2 separate regions of the Sus scrofa genome follow, and region 2 is linked to region 1. The links are chromatin contacts, called in public Hi-C maps. All regions are on one chromosome and are shown on one strand. The core of a region is the stretch at or near the end of the contact, and the rest is flanking DNA. Distances in the headings are between cores, read along the strand shown. Region 1 holds the start of RPL18 (60S ribosomal protein L18). Region 2 holds the start of SLC17A7 (vesicular glutamate transporter 1).

Evidence for each region. A called contact is a pair of places that touch in the nucleus more often than the background predicts.
Region 2: a Hi-C map of retroperitoneal adipose tissue shows a contact between it and region 1, with 2.0 times the contacts expected there. The contact joins the promoter of SLC17A7 here to the promoter of RPL18 in region 1. A contact is called at or near these places in 1 of 5 promoter capture datasets (liver), 1 of 47 Hi-C or Micro-C datasets (retroperitoneal adipose tissue) and 1 of 2 datasets of contacts at active chromatin or transcription factors (alveolar macrophages).

Annotation. Positions count from the first base shown.
Region 1 is chr6:53,976,736-53,980,595 of Sscrofa11.1, reverse strand. It overlaps RPL18 (60S ribosomal protein L18), which reads left to right and starts at 1,915. Exons shown (of 7, transcript XM_021094700.1): 1 at 1,915-2,067; 2 at 3,279-3,365; 3 at 3,677-3,784. The coding sequence starts at 2,065.
Region 2 is chr6:54,519,834-54,523,693 of Sscrofa11.1, reverse strand. It overlaps SLC17A7 (vesicular glutamate transporter 1), which reads left to right and starts at 2,078. Exons shown (of 12, transcript XM_003127311.4): 1 at 2,078-2,294. The coding sequence starts at 2,233.

The sequences.
Region 1 (3,860 bases), core at 666-3,165:
AGTGAATGACCCAGTTACATGGCAAGACAGAGGTGCAGGAGAGAAAGTATCTGATCAGGGGTGAGGGAGGGAGAGAATGTTGGAGGCACAGAGGCTGAGGAGAACTGAGACTAACTAAGAGCCAGAAAGCAAAGATGTTGACATAGAGAGGCAAAGACATGGTGAGACTGAAAGAAACCAAGGCAAGAATAGCATCAGGTGACCTAGGAGACAATTGAAGGAAGAAAGACACAGGCTGAAGGAGACAGCGACTGAGCTTGCTAGAAAGAGATAAACAGAGGAAGAAGTTCATTTATTGCCAAACAATGTACCTAGTGTTCAATCCAGAGCAGCACCAGCACCAGACAATATGTACCAAAGAGTGACCCAGAGAGAGATGGGGAAGAGAAACCCAGTAAGATGGAGAGACAGGGAAACAGTGTGTGAGCTTAGGGCTCCAGGGGAAACAAAGACAGATGCATTGATCGAAGAGGCTGGGACTCAGAGACCAGGGAACAGGGACAAGGATGGGGAGAAGAAAACTGTCCCAAGGTATGGTTATCTTGACTTGCAGATAGACCCTTACCTGATCGTGCTCCTCTTCTGCTTTAAGGAATCCATTCGTCTGCAGGCCCCCTGCTGTGTTACAACATCAACGTGGCCCCGGCTGGGAGGCCATGGGAGGGTGGTATGGGCAAGGAGTCAGGCATCATGGTCCAGGCTTGGCCTGTGGCTCTGGGGAGGAGAGATGAATAAGTAGGAGTATTAAGGGCAGAGAAGAGGAGGCCAAGCCCCAAGTGCTGGGGGCCCAAGGGGCAGGGCTTCCCAGAAGAGGAAGACAAGAATGGACAAGTCAGCTTCCTCATTGCCCCAACCAGTCCATCTGGTCCTCTCCACCTCCCCAGTGAGAGCCAACAGGATTAGAGGCTAATTGTTAACTCAGCGCTTAGAAGTACAAAGCATTGTCCCAAGCATTTAAACTAACTTATATAATGCTAGAAAACACTCCATGTGCCAGGCCTATTATCATCCCCTTCTTGCAAATAAGGAAAGTAATACACAAAAAAAGGTTTTGCCCAAGGTCTTATGCTTAGTAAGGAACTGAATTTGTCTCTGCTTCTCCCTAGACCTCCATCTTCCCTCTCTTTCTAACATCCTCCCACCTCCCGTCATTATTTCCCCCACCCTCCGTCTCTGTCCACTCCCCTCTGGGTCTCCATTCCTTCCCTCCTCTGAATCTCGGTCTCCCTCTCTCTAATTCTCTCCACTTTTCTTTTTCAGGAATTTTTTTCTCTCCACCGCGTCGCCCCAGCCCGCAGCCTCAGCTTGCCTCCTCTGCGCTCCAGTACCGTGCACATCCCTCATACCGAACCCGCTGGGCCACTTGAAACTCTCTGGCTGGGAGAAGCAGCCTCCGGGTGGCAGAGGCTGAGGAGGGGTTAAGGAAGGGCCATCTGGGAGAAGAGGGTGAAGCTGAACCTAAAAGGTGGAAACACCGGATGCCACAGACAGGACTGCAGCAAGAAGATCTCGGGTTAGACCTCAAGCAAGACTTCTCAAGCTGCGGCCGCGCCTGGCAAGCGCGGCACGAGACAAGGCAGAGGTGAACCCGATAAGGAAACGCTCAAAGATTGGGGTCAGACGGTTCCCTACGTCCGGACTGGTCCCGCCAGCCCCGCCTCCTCACCTCCAAGACTCGGGCCGCTGGGTCCTCCGGGAGCCACCGAGAGGCCGTCGGCGTCGGGCCAGAGCGTCAACGCACGACGCGTCTTCCTACTTCTGCGCGACATCTCCCTCGTTCCCAGCGCCCTTTCTTCCGGAAGACTATCGAGAACAGAGACTGGATATGGCCAGAGAGGCCCCGACGTACAGACCCTTCCCTCCTAGGGACCAGGGAACCGACACCCAATTCCGGAGGCGTCTATCTAGCCGGTCCTCCGATCACCATAGAGAGGGCGGGCGTCGCGGTAGAGTGCCGCGTCGCGTCCATGTGACGTCACGTACGAGCCCTTCACTGACGGCTTTCCCCGCCCACCCTAGCTCCCTGTCTCTCTTTCCGGACCTGGCTAAGGAGGAGGCGCCATCATGGTGAGCGCGCTTTGCGGAGTTTGGGCATTGATCATCCGTTGCCATCCGCTGCGGTCTGGGACCGAGGATGTTCCAGAGGGAGGCAGGGGTCCCAGGGTGTCCAAAGGAAGCGACTCCCGGGCTGGGGAGCTATTTTGGGGGCTTGAAGAGCAGAAATGGGAGTCGTCAATTTCTCGTCCTCCCGTATTCTTTTATGGTTCCCATTGAGTACATGACCAACTTGAGGGGTAAGGGAGTTAAATATGACCGGTAACGTAATGACAATAAAGAGCGGAGTCAGAATTCGGACCCAGGCGCTGATCCCACAGCCACTCTTGCCTGTGCTGCCCTTGGACCTGTCACTCCCCGGCCTGGAAAGCTGGGTTCTGGGGGAGTTGCTGAGCGTCTGGTGCCTGGGTGTGGGGACCAGGCAGGCTTCGATTCGAATCTCAATTCACTGCCCAACGTATCATTTCTGTGCGGGGAAAGCATCTTGACTTTATCATTGGGGGCCCAGTAATTATGTCTCACAGATGTGAGTTTGGGAAGAAATAAGTCCCGGGAAGTGTGCTTGTTGTAGGCTTTTGCGTATATTAAGTGCTGGAGGTATCAGTGGTCAAATACCTCTTTCCAGTTAATAGCATAGTAAACAAAAAAAAACCTCTTTAGGCAAGTAGGCAGGGGCTGTAGTGGAAATCGTAGGCTGCTTTCAGTTTTTTTTTAGCGCTAAAGTGGGAAACTAACTTCATAAAAGATTGTTGGATTCAAGGAGATAGTATAAGAAAAGTCCTAGAAGTAGTTTTGTACGGATTACTGAAAAAAAAAGTTCATTGATACCGTAATACCTTTTTAAGTCTGCCTTTGGTTTAAGTGATTTTGGTTCTGCTTTTTCGGAGTGAGTTTGGGGTGCTTAAATAATACATCCCTGAAAACACAGTTTAGTTCTTTGGAACTAAAAATTTGAGTCAGTGTGGCTCCTTTGTTGAGGTCTTTCAGGGTGTGTGCTGTGTGTCATGTGCTGAAGGCTTATGTTGAATTAGTTTTTTTCTACAAAGGGGTCATTGGGTAGGGGGTTAAGTGGTTTTTCCCAGAGCTCTCCGAGTGTCAGATTGGAGTTCGTTGTCTCCAGAGACTGCATTAGCTCTTGCTCAGAGGTAAGGGCTCATTGAGAATGTTTGTGAGGTGAGGATCGAGTCAGGGCTGGGTTCATGGTCTTCCCTTCACCCCTGCAGGGAGTTGACATCCGCCACAACAAGGACCGAAAGGTTCGACGCAAGGAGCCCAAGAGCCAGGACATCTACCTGAGGCTGCTGGTCAAGGTGAGGTTGGGCCTGAGACCCTTAGACAAGGCCACCCCCGAACTACAGGTTCCAGAGCCTCTGTGGCAGTATTGGTCCAAGCTCGAATCACTGGTTCTTTCTCCAAGCTTTTGGGGAGTCCAGAGTTTTTCATCCTCTGACCTTGGATGGGGAGGGAGGTTTTCTGGGTCTCCAGCCAGGAGAGATCTGGGCCAGCTCGCTCCCTTGGGCTCAGCAGGATGGGGGAAGCCCTCAGTCATTTGCCCCTTTGTTAGAAAGCCATGGGGGAGTCGGCTGCCCTGGGGCCTCATTCTTCCTTTTTCCTTCTCCAGCTGTACAGGTTTCTGGCCAGACGAACCAACTCCACCTTCAATCAAGTTGTGCTGAAGAGGTTGTTCATGAGTCGCACCAACCGGCCACCCCTGTCGCTTTCCCGGATGGTGAGGGACTGATGCTGGGAGCATCCTCAACCTGGGGGGCAGCTGGATGGTGTCTGCTGGACTTCAGGGGGAAGGG
Region 2 (3,860 bases), core at 829-3,328, 540 kb before region 1:
TGAGCTTTCCCTGGAAAGCTTTTCCAACTTCAGACTTTCTCTGATCTTCCCTGGCTGAGTTAGTGCCCTCCACTGGTGGTCCTCAATACCCGATGTTACTCTAATTAGAGCTATGTCCCCTAGGGTATGACAGGGCCTGATGCGCTGTAGGAACTCAAATTATTTGTTGAGTCAAGAATGCTTGCCAACACTCTCTTCCATAGTGAGCCCTAGGAGGATCGGTAAATGCAGGAGCCTCGGTGGCAGATGCTAGAATTGTGAGGCCAGGGTGGCTGCACGTGAGTGAACTGGATGCGGAAAGGGGGAGTAGAAGGTGAAAAGTGGGGGATGCCATTGGGTACGGTCAGTTGGGCCTCCGAAGGAGCGAACTTGGGAGCCATGTCCACCAGAGGGCGCAACGCAGCTTCACTGGCTCCGAAACTACAACTCCCAGAGGCTCTCGCAAGCAAACAGCGAAGTCCCGCGGCCGCTGGGACCTGCAGTTTGCACAGGAATCCTCCGTGGGAGGCCGCGAGTGTGGGGCTGAGTCCTTTTTGCCTTCCTCGGTCGCCATGGTGATGGTTCCGGCGACCGCCCGGGATTTGGCAGCGGCTGGGCCCCCTTCCCACTCCCTCCTCTTCACCATCTGCTCTACCTTCACACCTGGCCCAGAGCCGCGACCGTCGCCTCCGCGCGCAGACCCGGGATTCTGCCGCCACAGGGTGGCGCGTGTGGACGGCTCCGCGGGCTACTCCTCCCTCGGACCCTGGAGTCCCAGACCCCAGCCTCTCCTCCCTGGGAATCCAGGATTTTTTAAAACGTTGGCAAAATTGTGACATAGACCCAATGAGACAAAGCTAGAGGCGAGAGGCCGCGGCCAACAGTGGCTGCCGGGCCACCCTGTCCTTGGCGCCCGCCCGCCGCGCTGGCTTCTCCCTCCCACTCCCTGGAGGACCTATGCCATACACATCATGAAAATTTAATCCCAAATGCATTTTTGGCTCGTCGCAGGGAGGCGGCGAGGAAAGGAGCACCCTCTTGGGGCTTGGAGCTGAAGGTAGACTCAGCGTCAGGGAGAGGGGCTGGCGGCGAAGGGAGCGAAGCCGAACCTGCCTGCTTGCTGGAGACAGAGGAAGAGTCCAGGTTCAACCGCAGAGGGGCGGGGCTGGATATCAGGGGTGGAGTAAGAACTCAGGGGGCGGGGACCGATCCCATAGGTACAGAGCCCGTGGACAGATTCCCGAGGCCGATTCCAGGGGGTGGGGGCAAAAATCACAACAGGGACAGATCCCAGGGGAGGGGACAGAACTCAAGGGGTGGAGGAATATCCAAGGAGAAGGGTACAGAACTCAAAGGGCTGGGATGGATCCTAAGCGAGGGAGGGAATAATGGCCGGTAACTGAGGTAGGGGGGACACAAATGTAGTGGCTGGAACTTGGAAAGGAAATCGGAAATAAAGGAACTGGAAGGAGGGATGAGCCTAGAAGGGAAATAGAACCGGAGGGATATGGAATTCAAAAGGGGAAAGATGCAAACAGGTGGATGGGAGTCAAGGGTACAGAAAATGAATGAAGAAGAACTAGAGGGGACAATGGGTGGATCGAAATGGGGACAGGAGTCGGGGGTGGGGGATGGATTCTCTGAATGAGAGAAGCCTCTGAATGAGAGAGTTGGAACTGAGGATGAGGTGGGATGCAGAACCAGAGGGCACAGAAGTTCCGAGGGATAGGACTGGGACGGTGAAACGCAGAGGGCTCCTCCGTAAGATGGAACTGTAGGGGACAAATGAGGGGACGAAATTAGGGGGAACTGAATTGGGGGAGTAAATCCCAAATGGTAGAGAGAATTCCGGAGACGAGAAAACCTGGGCTAGAAGGAACTGGTGGAGGATGGATGAGAGGAGAGTAACTCCAGGAAGGCGATGTAACCTAGACAAGCGCGTTCAGAACCTAGAGGCGGCGTGGTCTTGGAGTGGAAGGGCGGGACGAGAATCGGGAAGGAGTGCTGCAAGAGATGGGCGGGGCTAGAACGCAAGGGGCGGGGTCTGACTTGGGTGGGCGGGGCCTCTCCCACCCCGCCCCCGGCGCGGAGTCCAGTGACAGCCCCTAGGCAGCCGGCACTCGCAGCCTCCTTCCCCCCGAGCGGAGCTGCGGGGCCGGCCGGGCCGGGGCGGACCCCGGGAACCCGGACGCGGCCGCCCGGGCCCGCGGGCGGGGGGATCGGCGGAGGGGACTGGCGGCGGGAGCAGCCACCATGGAGTTCCGCCAGGAGGAGTTTCGGAAGCTAGCGGGTCGCGCCCTCGGGAGGCTGCACCGGTGAGCGTGGTGGGGATCCTGGGCGAGGGAGAGCGCGAGGTCCAGGAGGACGGTCATTCCCACCTGGGCGCAGACGGACAGCTGAAAGGGCGATACCCACGGGTGGGGGGGCACCTCTGTCCAGTTTTCTTTCTCCGTCTCAGACGGCGCCGCTCTCTCTGGTCCTGTCTCATCCATCATTTTCGGAGCCCCGCCCCACCCCAGGCTCTGCCCTTTTCTCTGGGACTATATATTGCCCTCCATTGGGGTCTTTGACTCCCTCCCCACTTCTGGGTTTCTGTTCGCCTGTCTTCTCTCTGCCGCTTTTCTCTGATCTCTGTCCCCTCTCTCTTGGCTTCTGTTTCCCTTGATCTCTGAGTCTCTGGCCATTGCTCTCACAAGATCTCTACAACCCCCCTCTCGGGGTCTTTGTCACGCTCTCTCTCTGAGTTTCTGGTCCCCCCCCCCCACCCAGGATCTCTGACCATCTTTCTGGGGTTGTATTCCCCAAGCTGGGTCTCTCCATCTCTGTGTGTTTGTCAGTTTCCATCCCTCAGAGAGTTTAATCTGAAGCTAAATCGGATTGGGGCCCATTGGTCCTTGTCCTTGAGCAGAGTTAAGCTGGGAGGAAGAAGCCAGGGTATCCTGGGTCTCTGGTGGAGAATGGAGTTGCAGGCCAAAAATTAGGCTCCCGGGTAGGACAGACTCCCCCAAAGGTGCAGGCTAGAGCTAAGAGGAGATGACCCCGGTGACCTGGGTGTCCCCAGAGCCATCTGGACACCCCCCCAAGTCTCTCACCCCCAACCCCAGCCCTGGCTCCAAGTCAGAGAAATTACTCAGCTGCGGCGAAGCCTAAAAATATCTGACCACAGCGCGAGGAGGAGATGGCCTCATGGGCATCATGCCCCTGCCACCATTCCCTCAGACCCTGTCCTCTTGCCTACAGCCTTGACCCTATCTTTAGTTGACCCTCAGTCCACCTCACCAGATCGTGCAAGTCCTTCCCTAAGTCTAACACGGATCCTGCTTGCTTCAGGTCACCTCTAGTTCCAGAGTTACCCCCTCCCCCCCAGTTACATGAGATGGGAATAAGGCTGGATAGAAGGAGGGGGCAGGAGGATGGCGCAGTGTTGGGGAGGGGGTGGGGGAGCTGAGATAACCTCACCCCTTCGTGTCCCAATCTTCCAGCCCCTCCCCATCCTTTTTCTCACCTCCCTTCACGAGTTTCTCAAAATACATCAGTGCCTCAGTGCGAAGTCAGGAGAGGGAGAGAGACGTGCTGATGGAGGGGGCTGGGAGGGGAGGCGGCAGCAGGAGGGATGTGTTTCTCAGGGCCTCTCCCTCAGTCTCTGCTTCTCAGCCTCTCATCTGTATCTATTTGGTATCTCTCTGTCTCCACCTTGCCCTTACCCCTTTGAGCTGCCTCTTGTGCCCCTAGAGACCCCGGAGTTCAGGGCTCCCTCCAGGACAGTCACTGAGGAGTTTGAGCCCAAAGAGCATGTGTGTCTGAATCTCCGGGTTCACTTTGATGGTGGGTGGGACAGGGGATGCCCTGTGTTGGACAAAACACACTGATTCCTTTTAATC